2 separate regions of the Rattus norvegicus genome follow, and region 1 is linked to region 2. Evidence: chromatin contacts called from public Hi-C data. All regions are on one chromosome and are shown on one strand. Each heading gives the region's core, a stretch centred on a gene start, on an enhancer-like site or on the middle of the called end of the contact. The rest is flanking DNA. Distances are from core to core; before and after follow the strand shown. Region 1 holds the start of Usp46 (ubiquitin specific peptidase 46). Region 2 holds the start of Rasl11b (RAS-like family 11 member B).

The links. A called contact is a pair of places that touch in the nucleus more often than the background predicts.
Region 1: a Hi-C map of mammary epithelial cells shows a contact between it and region 2, with 2.4 times the contacts expected there. The contact joins the promoter of Usp46 here to the promoter of Rasl11b in region 2. A contact is called at or near these places in 2 of 12 Hi-C or Micro-C datasets (frontal cortex and mammary epithelial cells).

The regions. Positions count from the first base shown.
Region 1 is chr14:34,501,942-34,506,439 of GRCr8, forward strand. It overlaps Usp46 (ubiquitin specific peptidase 46), which reads left to right and starts at 2,209. Exons shown (of 9, transcript NM_001191596.1): 1 at 2,209-2,320. The coding sequence starts at 2,285.
Region 2 is chr14:34,371,108-34,375,183 of GRCr8, forward strand. It overlaps Rasl11b (RAS-like family 11 member B), which reads right to left and starts at 2,143. Exons shown (of 4, transcript NM_001002830.2): 1 at 1,845-2,143; 2 at 1,248-1,304; 3 at 37-113. The coding sequence starts at 1,983.

The DNA of each region.
Region 1 (4,498 bases), core at 959-3,458, 130 kb after region 2:
AATTTATATAAGTACACTGTAGCTGTCTTCAGACACACCAGAAGAGGGCATTGGATCCCATTACAGATGGTTGTGAGCCACCATGTGGTTTCTGGGAACTGAACTCAGGACCTCTGGAAGAGCAGTCAGTGCTCCTAACCGCTGAGCCATCTCTCCAGCCCACAGTACGTACTCTTAACCATCCAGCCATCTCTCTATCCCTTCCACTTTTCTTGTTTGAGACAGAGAGGGTCTGTGCCTGAATCTGTAACTTGTGATTTGGCTAGTCTGGCTGGCCAGCCAGCACAAGCCCCAGGGATTCTGTCTGCCTCTCTAGCAGCGGGATAGTTACACACAGTGACCATGTTTCATTACTTGTGGGTGTGAACTCTGGGGGAAGGATTGAACTTCGGAACCCATGCTTGTGCTGTAAGCACTTTATTGACTGGCACATCTCCCCAGCTCTCACTTGTGTTTTAACTCCTGTAGGCCTTGTATCAGTGTATTCATATTGGAAGAAATCATGGAGTTCATCATCAGAAAACATGGAAATTTTTTTTTTCGGAGCTGGGGATCGAACCCAGGGCCTTGTGCTTGCTAGGCAAGCGCTCTACTGCTGAGCTAAATCCCCAACCCCGAAAACATGGAAATTTAAAACTTTAACCACTCATAAAGCTCAGGCCTTCAGCTTGTGACATTCCGTAATCTTTATAAGCTTTTCTGGACCTTACTGTTCTGGCCAGTCATGGTTTGGGTGTTTTATCAATGGTTCCCCTCCCCCAAAGGTACCCAACCTAAGTTTAGCCTTTATCTGTACTATGTGGGTAACACAGAGCTGAGTTGGACACCTGCTCTCTCTGTAAGCCTTGTGGAGCTAACTGTCTGTTAACTAATAGATTGTGTAGAAGCTGAAAGAACTATAACTGGCAGCAGTAAAAAAAATGAAAATAAAATTTTGGTAGAATGACTCATCGTGAGCAGACATATTAATCCTTCTACACACTGAAAAATACAGTATCCACGTGACTCCCCCCTTCAGTCAGTAGTGTTCGTCTTCTATTTCCACCCCAGGTCCTAGAAGAATTACCAATGGATGGCTCTCACATGTTATGTATAAAACTCTGCGCCCTCCTCCCCACCACCAGTATGTTACTCTTGGCTACATAAAGATGTCTTCAATTATATTAATTTCTCTCCTAATTTAATTTCCCACAAAATACATTGGTTCAGGAATTTATCACGTTTCACATGCACAGCTTCCCTGCAAAAACCATGGGACGGCAGACGCACAGTTATTCCCCATGTTTGAAATGGACCTTTTCAATTCTCATGAATGTATCCTTCAAGCGGTGTACAATGTGCACCCTGAGCCTGCAGTTTTGGCCTCTGTGGGAATGTGTGAAAACTCAAACAGCACCCAATCTCACAAAACTGAGATCAGGAGCTCCCTGGATGGAGGATACAAAAGTTTTGTTTTGGTATTTCCTGGACAGCCTCTAGCACCGCCCAGAACCTGGCCATTTCCTCTGTACCTTCTAATGTCACAAATCTCCCGAGTGGGGCTTTCCTAGACCCGGAATACTTTCCTTTCTGGGAACCCTTTCCCAAGCAGCTGGGTTACTGCTGGTCAGGGCTCTCTGGCCACGCCCATGTCCTGGTCTCATTTTACTTTTTGGGTTCCGGTGGATGCCATCTGGCTAGAACCCTGGAGAGAAACTTTAAAGTTGGACTAGGGTTACCCTTACTCCCTTACACCCGTACTCATCAGCTCCCCTAGCTAATCTCTAAAAGCCCTGACTGGTTGGAGACCACCAGGAACAGGCAGAGGGAAATCGGGAAACGAGCATGCCTGTGTCCCCCTGGTGTAGGTCCCCAGCCTACGATCGGCCAGGGTCCAGTGTCCTGGGTCCAGTGTGAAGGCCGCGGTGCTGGGTTCGTTGGGGACTGACCTAGCGATGCAGCTGGCACGGAGCGGTACCCCAGGGCAGGGGAGCAAGAACAGCTTTCAGCCGGGTTGGGCGACCGAGTCCTGGCGGACACGGGAACGTAGGAGCGGCCCGGTTCGGCGCCTCCCGGCTCTGGGCTCCTCCTCCCGCCGGCCGCGGCCCCGGCTGCGTCGCTCCGCCACTCCCCGCCCCGCGCCGCCGCCCCGCCCTCGCCGCCGCCCGGCCTCGCTCGCCCAACCCCACTGCAAGCCGGCCCCAGGCCGCCTCGCCGCCACCCGGCCTCGCTGCGCGCCACCATGGACAGTCCCGTTTTCCCCTGGTAAAGATGGCGGTGCGCGATCGCTGCAACCTTTAGACTAATGACTGTCCGAAACATCGCCTCCATCTGTAATATGGTGAGTGGCCGCCGAGCCTCCGGGGGTCGCGCCCGCAGCGAGCCAGGCAAAGAAAGGGAACCCCGGGCTGGAGCTGCTCGCGCGCCGCGGTCGTGGGGGCCGCGCGGTCAGAAGTTCCCGGCTCTGAGGCTGGGCCAGCTGACCGCAGTCCCCCGCCTCTGTCCCAGCCGGGGACCCTGAAGGGATCCCAGGGATCCCCAGGGCAGCCCCATGCCCCCGCCCTCGAGTTGTGGTGCGGGCGGTGGGTGGGGGTGGAGGGTGCGAGGTGCCGCACACCGCTGTCCCGAGGGAGGACCATGAGGGTGCAAGCCTGGAGTGGGAGGAAGTAGATCCTCCTGGTGCAGTAAATAAACCCTTCCTGGACTCACGGACTGTCCTCTGCTCCTTTTTGGAGTTCAGCCTCGATTGTATTTAAGATTCACTTTGCAATAGCAGTGTTCTTACCAGGAGAAATCGGATAGACATAAAAAAATCCAAGTGAAGAATCTGGCTAGAGAAGCGAACTAAAACCTGGAAAGCACAGCAATTTGTTCTGGAGGCCTCAGTTTCCCCACCTGCATGCAGGAGATTGTAAGGCGGCAGTTAACGTTTGCAGGCCCTAGGAGTGAGGTGACTGTGGGTGTGAGGAAGTCTGCAGGGGTCATCCTGCCCCGCCTCCTCTCCATTTAGCTTGGGCACTGCCTCGCCTGTCTGAGGGGGGCGGGTGGGGGGGCGGGGAGTGTTACCCAGCGGTCACTTTAATTTGGAGTCCCCCCCCCCCCCAACTACCTTCCCGTTCTGTTTAGTTTCCTAGGGACCAGTTCCAACCTTTGGGTCCCCTGAGCGTACTCAGCTGGCACCCCCACTTGTGAGAGCCTCAGGGAGGTCAGTTTGGGGTCAGCATTACCTTTGGTGTGGGGCTTGAGGGTGTGTGCTCTGCCTGTACTCTCTGGATCCTCCTCTCCCTCCCGCTTCGAGCCCCTCCAAACTGGAACACTGCTGGCTGTTGGGTTTTGTTTGTTTGTTTTTGCCATTTTGGAGAACACCCTGCCACCAAGTTAGATAGTCATCCTAGCATACAAAGGGAATCTGAGGAGGTCTGATTAAGTAGGCCTTAGGTAAGGTGATCTGGCTGCCCTTCCCCCATCACACAGCTCTTTAAATCTTCTGTCCCACATTCTGTTGCAAGATCAACACATGGCACAGAGCATGAAGGAGCCATGTGTTAGCTCAGGTGGAGTTGAGACCTGCTGGGGCTGGCTCCAGCTTTCTGCGCTGGTCGCCAAGAGTGATGGTAACTGCCGGCTTGGTACAGGTCTCCTTAGATGACGGGGCCTGTCACCTTGCCATCTCCCCTTTCTGCTTGAAGACACAGGTTTCCTGCTTCTTCCTGTCCGGTGACATTAACGTGGCTGGATGCCCTGAGAAGACAGTGCATTTCTTCTCCGTGTCTCCGCCGTAACCAAGCTCATGTGGAGAACTAGGATACCACAGTAGTTTCAATGCTGTATCTCCTGCCTGTGGGGGTGGCCGCAGGCCTACAGCCTCCCGGGGGCTCAGTGCCTGCTCCTGGTTCTGCTCTTGTCCGGTTTGCTTTCAATGACACCTCTCAGTATTGAAGCCGAGTGGAAACCGGAGAGCAAGCCTGTCCCAAGAGGAAGTCTGCCTCCGGCTTGTTCTTGTCCTTACTGTGGCTAGGACTTCTTGGCACACCTGGACAGAATGTCACAACCTGTTTTCAGTGACACTCAGCCAGGGAGACAGGCTTCTGGGAGGACAGGAGAGGAATGGGCCAATATTGTGTCAGTAGAATAAACACTTCTGGTGACCAAGTTAATTCTCACCCACCCCACCCACCCACCCCATGTCCAATTGTGAAGTAAACCTAATATGTTTCTGTGTAGACACTGTCTTGGGCAAATGGAGAAATGTTTGCATTCTAATGTGAGACTCTAGGTTCGCTCCTGTTTTTGTACTTATTTGTGGGGCTCCTTAGCCCAGGTAGACCTCCAGCATGACATCGCCTGTAAGCACTAGATGACAGACAGAGGTGTTCTGCTCCATCCAGCTTTCAAGTCCCACCTCCAACACCGCTGCCTCGTGCCCTTGAGCACTTTGATAGTCTTTGCCTCAGCTTTCATTTGTAAAAATGGGCCCATAATGGCTGCAACCCAGGGGGGAGTTCCTGGGGTTCTGGGC
Region 2 (4,076 bases), core at 893-3,392:
ATCCCACAGCCACCCGTGTCCCCATCAGCTTCTCACCTGGATGCCTGGAGTGTCCTGGACCTGAATGGCCAGGGTTTCTCCTTCTATGTGAACTTGTCTTGTGTAGAGGTTACCTATGAAGACAAAGAAAGGAGATGCAGCCTCACATTTGGTTTGGTTTTCTGTTTGTTTTTAATGTGCCACAGCTTGAACCAATGCACACAAGAAAAAGAAAAAGGTGTACTTCGCTTCTATTTAATGCACTTAATTCAGATATTGTTTAAAGGCCAAGCACAGTCTTAAGCCCCTGCTAGTAGATTTATCAGAAGTAGGTCAAAGTTTGTTGGTTTTTAGAAACTTGCTGGTCTAATTTTAAACTAAGTTTCCATGTTTAGAGTAGTTCCTTGGAGGGCAGTCTCTGACTCAGTAGATGCAGGGTTTCTGTTTTTATTTTTTCATATTATCACTCTCCAAAGATTTTGCCCGCTGGATGTAACAGTTTCATTAGCAAATATGGTTAGTAAATGCACAGTTCGCATCTGTAGCATGAAAGTGTGCCATGGTGTTGATCAGCTGTGTATCAAAGCAGAAGGCCGCCATGTCATATCTCAGGACAGCTTATATGGTTCACTTCAATTAATGCCCAAGAGGTACTTCACACAGTCTCTGTATGTAAGCAATTCGTTAAGGGGCACACTCGGAAAGGACTGAAGCCTTCCGGGGCAGTGACTATTCTCAATCATTGAGAATGAAATATGTGTCTTCTCATTGTTCAGGAGCTCTCCCCACTAGAATCATAGTTATTTTTCTTTGTTAAGGAGAGAAGTTTAGGCTTACAACTGTTCTGCTTTGGCCTTTGCTTTGAAAGGTCGCCCCTGAAAGGCAGCCAGCAGAGGGAGAGGGTGGGGGAGGAGCTCGAGGCTGGGTTTTTTGTTTGTTTGGTTTTTTTTTTTTATGACTTTTGCAGCCCCCCCCCCCTTTTTTTTTAAAGGAAAAGGCCTTGGAGTACAAAGGGTGTTTCCAACTGGGGTCCCTATAGTTAAAAACATACCACAGGGATACTTTCGGGCACTTGATAAAATGATGAATGGGCCAGGAATGGAATGAGGCCAGATGGCAGCTGGGGGTTGGGGGGGGGGGGGGCGTGCAGAATTGGAAGTGGCAGAATCCTGATGCTAAACACTGTCACTCTGAAGGAAGTGTCCTTGAAGGCACTGAGAAATGAAGGCAGCTATCCCAACAGGCTTTGTCTCGGTGCGTTTCCTCACCTGCATTTCGTTCATAGTCCCCGATGAATCGTTTAGTGAGGAACCGGACCACCAAAGCTGCAATTCAGGAAAAAAAAAAAAAAAAAAAAAGACTGATCATTAACCCCCTAAGTTAGATGGGTCTCCGCCCCACCCCCACCTGGAAAACAACTCTTCCAAAGAAAGTCACAGCCGGCCACCGAGGGAAATTCCTATCCTGTAGCTCCTTGACCCTCTGCCAGACACGAGGAGGAAGAAGCCGAGTGAATTACGGCTCTGCCAGCGGGAAGGGTCTCGTGGCCCAGCCCCCTCCTTGGGCCACACCTAAACCTTCCAGCAGGCGAACTTCTTCCTAACCTTACAGAACTCCAGGACGGGTTACAGTCACTATCTCCCCATCCCGCCCCAGATCCTGCCAGAAGCCCTAAAGTTCTACTCCGGCCCGAAAGTCTGCGGCCCGCTCAGGGCCCCAGTGACCCTCTTCCGCTGAAGCAGGGACATGAAGGGGCGGAGGATCCCGCTGCAACGCCCACCTCTCTCATCTCCAGTCCGGGCCCGGGTCGCCAGGTCCCGTCCCGTCCCGCCCCTCGGCCAAGCGGGTTCCTCGCTTGGACTCACCGGTCTTGCCCACGCCACTGGCCCCCACCACGGCGATCTTGACGAGCCGGCGGCCTGCAGCCCCCAGGCAGCAGTCGGCAGCGGTGCTGCCCGGGGCGGGGTACTCTGCGATGGTACACATGTTCTGGATGAGACGCATCGCCGCTCCGGCCGGGCTTCACCGCGCGGGGAGGGAAGTTGAGGACAGGAGACGGCTCGCGTTGCAAAGAGAGAAGGGCACCCGGTCGGACGCCGCGCGGGCAGAGACTGGAAAGAACCCCCGGGGAGAAAGCGACTAGACGAAGGGCTCAGCAGTTCCAATTCGCGGCTGGGCTGGCAGCGGCCCGGGCGCGGATTTTCTCTGGCCCAGGCCCCGCCTCCATTCCATCAGCCAATCCCCGGCCGCCCCGCTCCACGCCCCGCCCACGGCCTGCACAAAGAGGCGGCGCCCCCACGAGGGCCCAAAGCGAGTGCGGAGCCCCGTGAGATCCACGGAAAACAGGGCGGCTGGCGCGAGGGTGGCAACGTGCTGGACCCATCCGGCTCCCGCTGCGCTAGCACGCGGCCGCACCGGTGGCTGTGGGGCCACGGGGTCTCAGATCCGCGTGGGGGATCTGTCCGTGTCTGCTGGGTCTCAGGTCCGCGTGGGGGGAATCTGTCCTTGCCTTCGTGGGAGACTTGTCCTGTCTGCGGGGTCTCAGATCCGCGGTGGTCTCAGATTCACCCATCCTTGTCTGCCCACCTCGCTGCTGGGCCTCCATAGGTCAGTCCGGAGGCATTCTCCTTATTTGGTCCCAGGTCCCCTAACTTCTCTGACCACTGCCAACATCCGACTGGCTTCTCCATCTCTGACCCAAGGAACCTGCCGGAGAATCCCACAGGTCCCTGACTTATTTGACCCTGTCCTGTGCTCCTGCGCTGGAGACACCATTGCACTGGCTTGGCCACATACAAAGTATTTTCCTGCATTATACAATTTTCCCATCACTATATTCATAAACAAAGAGATAGCCCTCCCTGGCCTAAAATGTGGCATTTGTCTTGGGGGCAAAATACCCATTTTGCTCTAGTTCTTGCCAATAGTGCCAGTCCACAAGAAAGCACAAACGTGGAAAGCAAGTGCTGCATCCTTAGAGGCGAAGCCAAGCCAAACCAAATCGTCCCTAGAACAAGCGTGCATCTCTAATTCAGTCATGCCTCCTCCCAGAGCTGTGAAAGGTAAGAAAAGCAGTCAGTGCAGCGTGGATTGGATTCACAGCGAGGCAGAGGGGCCCCACGTTTAGTCTAGTCATAAGGCAAGAGTTAGTTAAATATGGCTTGATGCCAAGGAAGATGAGGGGTCTAGCCCTCATAAAATACCTAGTATCCCGGTGTTCTCATCAGAGAACCCCACAGTCAACTGCTGGCCAGATCCCAACTTCAGCAACCTACTTTATCGCCACTGCCACGCCCTTACAACCTTCAAGGCCATTTATCTTGGTGCCTAATACAGCAAAGCCAGTGACATTTTGTACACCCTCATTAAAGGTAGAAAGGTTAAAAGAAGCTAATTCCAGTTTCTACACACAGCTTCTTGTTTGATCACCTCCCGCTCTGGACTTTATTCACCAGGTATTAGAAGAGAATTAACCATCCTACCCAGGGCAAACGTGACAAACTCTGTATCTATTAACAGTTTGAAGGGGTGAAGAAATGGGAGAGGAACTAGGAAGATCGTGGCGACTGGCCTTGTTAAGTCTTCTAGGATGAAGAACGGAATCAGTGAGGCAAACGGGCTGACCAATAGCCGTAGTAAAAGGCTGCCTTCTAGGGAGAACTCTGGAATGAAGCAAGGTCAGCCGTCTGAGTCAGGGACAAAGGGCATGTCCAATTTGCATCATGTCTTTCTGTGTGGTTTAAATCAAACTTGAGTTTTGCCAGTCTATAAAATCAAACTTAGCAAAGCTATAATTAAGGTACCGTGCACCTTCAGCCCCCGGCCCTCTAGCCTGCAATTCTATAGTGTTTACATGGGAAATAATTACGTAGTCTACAGTATTTGTTCGGCTGCTTTTTGTACACACAGACGTGATAAAAGTTCTCAAAGGGAATTTTGCTTTGAATCATTTCAGCTTCGCGTGTTTGCGTTTCATTACCACAGGATGAACCAGACCGGTGATTTTTTTCTGTCTGCATCATGAAGGCTGAATTTAGTATACTTACTTTAAGTCAAAGTGAACTGGCTGTACTTAAAACACAGACAGAGGTGGAGGA